Linked DNA regions of Mus musculus: regions 2 and 3 are each linked to region 1. Evidence: chromatin contacts called from public Hi-C and promoter capture Hi-C data. All regions are on one chromosome and are shown on one strand. Each heading gives the region's core, a stretch centred on a gene start, on an enhancer-like site or on the middle of the called end of the contact. The rest is flanking DNA. Distances are from core to core; before and after follow the strand shown. Region 1 holds the start of Npff (neuropeptide FF-amide peptide precursor). Region 2 holds the start of Itga5 (integrin alpha 5 (fibronectin receptor alpha)). Region 3 has its middle 20 kb from the start of Krt8.

Region 1 (2,708 bases), core at 102-2,601:
CAGGGAGGCAGCCCGAGGTGATGCTGCTCACCGCGCCCTACAGTACCTCAGGATCATGGCGGGTAGCAAGTAGCATCCCACTGCAGTGATGGATATGCATCTTTTACTTCTTGCTCCTTCTGCCCCTGGGTCCATGTATCCACCTAGCTCTGGTACCCTCCAGAGGTGCCATCTCTACCTCTGACACAGCCTGTCTGCCTTGAGACTGAGGAAGGCACAGGCAAGCAAGGAGCCATGAACCACAGGGCCCCAGCCAGCACAGGATTTGTCCTCATTCCGTGGGTGATGGATGAATCTATTGGAGTCCTGAATAAATGCTGCTCTTTGGCTTCCAAAACCCTGCTCTCTCTGGCCTTGGGTCATGAGGGTATAAGGAATAAACATGGTGAGCTTGTTCTCCTTTTGAACCCCTTGTTCTTTTTTGTTACCGAGAGGAGGCAAGGTGCAGTAGTAGCCTTGGGGATCCTTAACAACAGAATGGCTAGAGACTGAGTGGAGGTGAAGGGGGGCTACAGCTATTGCCCTTGGGCTCCCACCTGCTCCCTGACAGTCTTGTCCAAACACAGGGATTCTGAAGCCAGCCGGACCATTTTTATTTGGGGGCACACAGGGAACATGGGGAAGTGGTTTTGCATGCAGGCATCACAGCTGACGATGCTACTTCTTCCCAAAGCGCTGAGGAGCGGCCAGGCTCCAGAACTGTCTGGCCTGCGGATTTAGCTGTTCCTTGCTCCAGGACCCCCATGCACTTCTGCCAAACCTTAGGAGAGATTCATCCTTAGTTGGCACTCCCTCCATCTCACCTTCTCTCACATCTTCCTCTGCCCTCCACCCTTCTCAGCCTCTTCCCTTTGGAACTCACCTCTGGGGCTGAAACAGGAAGGCTGGGCTCCTTCTAGGTGTGTCCATGGCCTGGAGCAGAACACGAAAGAGGGACCCAGGAGTCTGGATCCTGTCTGGAATGTGGGCATACTGTGGTGGGTGGGGTCCCTTATCTTCTCCCTGTGATGAGAGAGTGGCAGGGAAGGAACCTGGCAGTGTCTTGTACACTGAAGACATGGAGGGAAAGAATGGCTTCTAGGGGAAACTTGCGTGGGCTGAGAAGCCATTTCCCTCCCTTAGAAGCCAGACTTTTTGAAGACCTTAGCAGCCTGGGGAACACCAAACCCTGTATCATAAGTTTCAGCTGAAGGAGAGATGGCGGCTGGGTGGATGGGGCAGCAGGATGTTCACTCACTGCAAAGACTTGGTCTTCACCCCAGCTCCCTGCCTCTTCAGTGTGGCCCCAATTCAGCAGCAGCAGTAGCAGCAGCAGCAGAGCAGCCCACTTGGAGTCCATGCTGCCATCTGCCTCCTGAGTGCCCACGGTCTTCTTATACCTGATGTCCCTACCCCCACCTCACCGGCAGCCTGGGGGGAAATCTAGACAAGCAATGGAAATGCATGGCTCTATTAAGAGCCACCTGGGACCCCCCCTCCCGTACTCCCCTGGGGACTCTCTGCTCTTAGCTTCCTCCCCCCCAGCCTAAGCCTGGAGTTATATAGACTTTATTAGATGCATAAATCTTGTCTCCGGAGCTCAGGAAGCATCATTAATTGCAGACAGTTTGTCAGAGTTAGACCCTGGGGGAACCTTAGAAGAACCTCCAATCCTTCAACAGATTGGAGAAGCTTCAATTGATCACCTCTTGTTCCTGACTGGAGAAACTCCTGTCAGAATTGGGCATTATGTCCTGGATGGGAAGGAACTAGTGTTAAGTGCAGGCTAGGGTGAACCAGCTTGGTCCCTACTCCTGCCTGGAATGGGTGATCAGGACCACAGCCCCATTTCAATCCCCACTGCTTCTAGTCAGGTTAAATGTGGGTTCACTACCCTTTAAGATTTACCTGTGAATAGTTAAGTGAGAGATAGGAGACTCTTTTTGGAGCCTTACTGAGTAGAGGTGGCCTGTAAATTTTGTGGACAGGCCCATCTTTGCAAGAGAACTGGGGATTGGGCCTCCACAGCTGAAACTCTGCTGCCACCTTGTGGCCACTACTCTTCACTGCCACGTCCAGCCATTTCCCTTTCCATACATTTTGTCTAGGACTTGAGGACCTAGTTCTTTGGGGCCCAGAATTGTGACATTTTTCCAGTTCCGTCTGGTCAGCATGGGCTCTGCCTGGTTCTGGTTCTAATATACTACTGGAGCTGGCGACTAGGGTTCTGCTTTAGGGACAGACAATCACTCCAGTTCAGGGAAGGGTCCTTTAAAGGAGCTAGTCCTAACCTCACTTGCAAATCCAGGTGTCAGAGTACCATGTCTCTAGCCTAAACAGAAGAAGGACTGTCGGGGTTCTACCCCATGAGCAAAGCAAGCTGCTCACACTCTTTTTTTCCTCACTTACATATGGGAACAGTAAAATGAATTACTTGCTAGGAGAAACATTTGGGATGCATTTTGTAGGAAAGCACAGACCCGGTGTTTTCAAAATGTCAACTGTGATTCCCTTTGCTGTCCTCCCACTCCAGTCCTGGGGAACTTACCATCTCCAGAGAGTGCTGAGTGGGCTTTAGCTTCTTGGTGGCCTCTACCAGAGGTCCTAGCTTGTTCAATGGAGTCTCAGGTTATCTCTCAGTCATATGTAAAAGCCCCTCACATATTTGGAGAAATACCATGTATCCACATCTTCTTTGCTCAACAGGGAAGTACTTTATTGGAACCAAC
Region 2 (2,708 bases), core at 62-2,561, 840 kb after region 1:
CCGACAAGCTACAGGAAATCAGCTTTTCTCTTCCTCCCAAGAGCTAGAGCAAGAGGGAAACCGCCCACCCCCCTTCAGGCGCGCGCACTCACACCCCTCCCGACACATCCGTGCACCGCCCTGGATTGATCCGGCCACTAGCCCTAGTACCCCCAGTGCCAGGGTTCTGGGATTCTCCCCAAGTTCTTGGATCTCTTCGCCTGAAGAGACTGGGGGTGGGAGGCAATTCAGGAGAATGAGGAGAAAGGGGAGGGAGCCTTCGTCTTCCTCCCGGGTCTTTCCCGAGTCTGAGTTGATGGGGGAGGGGAGGATGAGACTGGCCCCCACATAACCTTCCGACCCTCTCAGTCTGTCTTTCCTCTTACGGCACACGCTTACCCAGCTCCAACCCTCTCAATAGCCCCACCGAGGATCTCGAGGTTCTTCCACTGCCTCCTAAGGCCCTGCCCGGCCTCCGCACCCCCCTCGACTCCCACCCGCCACAGGTCTCCCGCAGCCCACAGATCGCCAGAGACCCTAAGCTTTCTGCGCCCTCTCCTCCCGGTTGGCCCTTAGACCCTGCCTGTACTTCTCCAGCTTCTAGATTCGGGTCCTCTCCTCATGCCACACAAGTTTCGACACCGATCTCACACTCCACGTCGGCCACGGTCCCTCCCTGCTGCAGCGCGGGCCCCCAATTCTAGCTTGGGCCCCCAACTCAAGTCTTGGTCTTTCCAAACTCCGCCCTCCAACTCAAGTCCTGGTCGCTTCCAGTCCTCGGCGCGCCCCCAGTTTCCAGGTGGCCCCCTGCCCGCTTCCCGCCGCCAACCTCGCCACTCACCCGTCCCTTCCCGGCCGGTAAAACTCCACGGAGAAGCCAAAAAGGGAGCCGGGGGGCCCGGAGAGCACCGCCGGGGCCTCCGCGTCTAGGTTGAAGCCCCCAACCTGGAGTGGTGGCGGCCACAGTAGCAGCAGCAGAGGCAGCAGCGGCGGTAGGCGTCGGGGCCCCCAGCGCAGCAGCACCGCGTGGAGAGGAGATCGAGGCGACCGTGGCGTCCAGCTCCCCATAGTGCCCGCTCTTCCCTGTCCTGGGGCCACCGACCCGGAGCCGCTTCCTAAACCTCCCAGAGGCGAATGACTCAACGCGGGGAGGAGTTTGCCAAACTCCCGGCTGGGCCCTCCCCCCGGCCGCCGGGCCGGCTGGCGGGGGGGCATTCCTGGGTCCCGGGGACGCCGAGGCCGCGCCCCGCACCCGAAGGGGCGTGGGGGGCCGCACCTCTGAACCCTGGCTCCGGCCCCAGCTGGAGGCCGGTGGTCTGGCCTGGCTCAGACTGGGCGGGCTTGGGTTCTTCGCCCTCCTCTCCGCTTCCCCCTCCTCCCTCCCCCTCCTTTCCAGATGTACAACGTAAACGCTCGGAAAAGTAGTCGGAAAAGGGAGCAGAAAATTTCCTAATGAGGAAAGGAATCACCTCTGGGGGGCGGAGGGAGCCTGAATATTGTGTGTGTGTGTCTCCCTCATTTCTTCAGGAAAAAAACTTTGGGGTCGAGAGACAGGGGACTCCTCTGGCGTCCGGCCAACAGGGATTCCCCTTGCCTTCCGGGGCCACTGGGTGCCTGGGTTCTGGCCAGCTAGATTGGGACTCTGCAGCCCAGTCACTGAACGCTCCCCAGACAGCCTCCTGGGGTAGCTTCGTTGGCCTCGGGAATTCCGCGGCTGCCCCTCCCCAAGCTGATAGAGTGGAAAGCATAGGACTTTTGGGGTCTCTGACACAGGAGCATTGGGCTTTATTTGCTAACGTTGGGTTTGGAAGTCTCTGTTCTGGCCCTTTCTTGGATTTGATACCTGACCAAGTGGCCAACCTCTCAATTCAGTTCCTTCATCAGATTGCCTGATTTCCTGGATAAGCCCCAGAAAGATAAGTGATGGGTAGCAGTTGTGATGGTGGTGGTGGGGAGTCTTCAAAGGGAACCAACTTTCAGCTTCTGTTGGCCATCTGAAACCCAAGACACTTGCATTATTTGTGTAAGTAGAGGAAGGGGTGGTAGTAAGTGAAGGTACCTTGTTAGCCCCTAGCTCAGGCTGTGTGTGATGAGATCACCTTTCAGGATTCTGGTCTTTATCTTAGTCTGGGGGGAGGGGAGAGAGGCCTACAGTCTCCCCTAATCCCCTTTGCTTTCTACTCCCTTCTCAGCCTTTTTCCTCCAGGACTTCTCCCCTTTCAGAATAAGGCCCACAGAGTAAAATCCTGCCCTCTTCTTGCCCTTCTCTTTTGACCCGTTGTGGCCTGAGGGGATGCTGAATAAAAATCCCAGAGTCATTTTTTTTTTTTTCCTGCTGCATGCTTCCTCTCATCTGTTACTCTTACTCTGCTTTCTGTCCTCAGTCACCCAGCTAGATCTTCAAAAGCAGATCTCCAGGGCCAATTGCAGCCCCAGAGAGAGGCCAGCTGAACAGACTACAGCCTAACCCTGGCTCCATTCCACTTTCACATCTGCAGGTCCTGACCCTTCGTCAGGTGGGAAACATAAGGAATCTGTGGGTCAGGATCTGAGGCAAGCAGTACCCAAAGTCAACCTCTGGTGTGATTGGCCAGGGGGGGAACCCAGGTGAAGAGGAGAATGGACTTTTATTTACTGTTTATAGACATTCATGTGAGGCTTGGGTCCCACATGTGTGAATCCAGCCCTCTCCTTTCTCAGCCCAGACTTTTAGATTTTTTTCCCAGGAT
Region 3 (2,708 bases), core at 109-2,608, 540 kb before region 1:
TTGTTCTCTGATTCAATATGAGCATGTCTGTATGTGCCTGCCTATACCTGTCTGTACCTGTGCACATACAACCTCTACAAAAGCTTGCCTCTGGTCCCAAAGGCACGTGGTACTCAAGCACACGTACACACGTGCTCACACACACACATGCGTACACACACGCACACGTACACACGCACATGCGTACTTGCAAACGCACATGCGCACTCACACGTACACACACATATGTGCACACACACGCACATATACACGCACGCACGCTCACGTGCACGTGCACATACAAGTTCACTCCCTGCCAAGCTTCCCTGGATGGGAAGGCTGTAGCTCCAGAGGGCAAAGGAGATGCTTCCATTTAGACAGCAGGTGTTCAAGACCACCTCTCTCCTGCCAAGCACCCCTCCCCTCACACAGGTCCTGTCCTAGCTCCGTGTGAGTTAAGGGATGAGAGCCTTGTGGTAGATACAGGAAATGCAGGCACAGCCTCCAGGGCCATAAGACTTACAGAGAGGGTCATCTCTGAACTAAGAGACCAAGTGCCCACCGAATGGACAGGCAAGGCATTGGAAGTGTATTTGGGGTCAGGCATACACAGCCGCAAAGAGCAGATAGTGCGTGGTTCCTTCGAGGATCCTGACAGGAGCCCGGCTGCTTTTGGCAGCAGAGAGAAAGGAATGGCTGCATACGTGGTCTCCAGTCACGTGAGGCAGGCCCTTACGCTAGTGGCTTCCTGTGTGTTCCTACTCAGTAAAACGGAGTCACACACACTAAACTGGGAAGCAAAACATTTAAGGTCCACTCTGGCATGACCCCAACTGTCCTCTCTGAGACCCCAGGACTACAGGGAGCTGGACCTGTGATCTGGGGACTCACATAGGCCAACTAAGCCCTAGTAACTCAGGTGTGCCCTTCTGATGCCGCCATGCTTGTGCCCCCTGGAGCCTGGTCTACCTCCTTCTCCATCCGCCAGCCTTAGGAGGCATGGACCTCCAGCCTCAGCCTCCGAAGGCTCTAAAAATGTTGCTTGGCTCCAGGAGCTAGGTGCTGCCTCCTGCTGGACAGATGGGGAACAGCTAGCAAGTGAGGCAATGTGGCTACAAGCCCTTGGTGCCTCTCCTCTGGTATTTAAACCCGCAGTGCACACTTTCCTTCACAAACAAGGCTGCCCAGGACATCTCACATCTCTTGGCATTCAGCTCCACCTCCCACCCACACTACAACAATGCAAGGTGTGGGACTCCCGTGGATAGAGACTAAAATCCACACAAATGTCACTCACCACGTCACGTCCTACCCAAAACAATAGGAGCTTCCCCTGATTAGCACAAAACATGCCTCTGTAGCCAATGATAGGCTGTGACCAGGACCCGCCCCGATCTCGCTCATGGAATGGGAGCTGCACGTGGCTGGCAAGCTTGGCTCTGGGTTTCAGAGCAGTTTCCTCCGTGCTCCTCTGCTGCCCTCTAGTGGAAAGATGGTGTACTTCCGGTGTACTCAAAAAAACGTCCCTCCATCGCACAGCCTTTCAGGATCTAGACACCCTGAGCAGCAGACTGGGAGGAAACGTTGAAAATCCAAGAGCTTGGAAGATAGGTCACATCCTGGGAGCCATCGGTTTGACAGAAGACAGGTCTGGCCATTGGATTCTCTCATACAGATGTCAACCTGTGCAGAAGGCTCTCTAATGAAGTATTTAAGAACCCCAAAACGTGCATTCCTAGAACAAAACTGATTTTCTCTGGAATTAAGAAAGGAGAAATAGGGCTGGAGAGATGGCTCCGCGGTTAAGAGCACTGACTGATCTTCCAGGGGTCAGGAGTTCAGTTCCCAGCAACCACATGGTGGCTCACGGCCATCTGTAATGGGATCTGATGCCCTCTTCTGGTGTGTCTGAAGACAGTGACACCTTTAACTTTCTGAAAGGCATTTTAGTGCAGTTTATGTATAACGCTAAACAAAGACCACCGAGGTTTTTTTTTTTTTAATAGCTAGCCCAGGCTCCCTCTGCTGCATTTCTGTGTCCTGAATCCTCACCCACCCACCCCACTCCAAGCACTGTGCCCCAAGACCAGCAGTGATTCTCAAAAAAAGAGAGGAGCCAGGTTTTGCCGTGTGTTCCTGTTCAGGGTCCTGTAGAGCTGTCACCGAGGCAAGCTTGTCCCTCTGGCCTCTGTGTCCCTGCTTAGAGTCAATTTCCAGAAACAGTTTCTAGTGACCCATTCGAGGATGGCCAAGATGGAGTCCTTAAATATTTGGACTAGTGGCTAGCATTTTAAAATCAGGTTTCAGGCTGGAGAGATGCTCGGAGTTGAGGGCACTGGCTGCCCTTCCAGAAGACCCGAGTTCAATTCCCAGCCCCCACATGGCAGCTCACAACTGTCTGTCCAGCTTCAGCAGATCCAACACCTCACATAGACAGGCAGGCAAAACACCAATTTACATAAAATAAAAATAAATAATTTTTAAATAAATAAATATAGAAATCTGGTTTCATATAAAATTTCAGGTCTCTACTGCAAAGTTGAAACTTGTGGCCACTCTGGAACCAGATTCCTTGGCAGAAACCAGGAAAGACCACAAAAAACGAGGGCTGTGGCTGCCCACTCTCCTTAGCATTGAAAGATGCTGGTGGACACTGGCCAGACAGAAGAATAAGCCATAAATGAGAGCCACCAGTAGAACTTTGTGAGAGACTCACTGTGTATCTCTGG

The links. Promoter capture Hi-C pulls out the DNA fragments that hold promoters and counts their contacts. A called contact is a pair of places that touch in the nucleus more often than the background predicts.
Region 2: a promoter capture Hi-C map of liver shows a contact between it and region 1, with 2.8 times the contacts expected there. The contact joins the promoter of Itga5 here to the promoter of Npff in region 1. A contact is called at or near these places in 2 of 39 promoter capture datasets (liver and pre-B cells).
Region 3: a contact with region 1 is called in a Hi-C map of embryonic stem cells, with 4 times the contacts expected there. The contact joins the enhancer-like site here to the promoter of Npff in region 1. A contact is called at or near these places in 2 of 39 promoter capture datasets (cranial neural crest and pre-B cells), 1 of 15 datasets of contacts at CTCF or cohesin (embryonic stem cells), 3 of 484 Hi-C or Micro-C datasets (embryonic stem cells and erythroblasts), 1 of 115 datasets of contacts at active chromatin or transcription factors (microglia) and 2 of 9 other capture datasets (adipose tissue and liver).

The regions. Positions count from the first base shown.
Region 1 is chr15:102,523,270-102,525,977 of GRCm38.p6, forward strand. Npff (neuropeptide FF-amide peptide precursor) reads right to left here and starts at 1,352. Exons shown (of 3, transcript NM_018787.1): 1 at 1,238-1,352; 2 at 863-1,002; 3 at 570-760. The coding sequence starts at 1,339. The coding sequence ends at 658. It overlaps Tarbp2 (TARBP2, RISC loading complex RNA binding subunit), which reads left to right. Exons shown (of 9, transcript NM_009319.3): 9 at 1-407. The coding sequence ends at 73. It also overlaps a transcript of Atf7 not described here.
Region 2 is chr15:103,365,480-103,368,187 of GRCm38.p6, forward strand. It overlaps Itga5 (integrin alpha 5 (fibronectin receptor alpha)), which reads right to left and starts at 1,312. Exons shown (of 30, transcript NM_010577.4): 1 at 821-1,312. The coding sequence starts at 1,047.
Region 3 is chr15:101,983,058-101,985,765 of GRCm38.p6, forward strand. It overlaps a transcript of Krt78 not described here. Among named protein-coding and RNA genes, the nearest start is that of Krt8, 20 kb to the right of the region's middle. Within about 2 kb of position 1,359, at least 318 of the 459 cell types and tissues checked have an H3K27ac peak or open chromatin away from gene starts, as enhancers often do. A contact at or near this core is called in adipose tissue, embryonic stem cells, liver and 1 more, where this site is marked.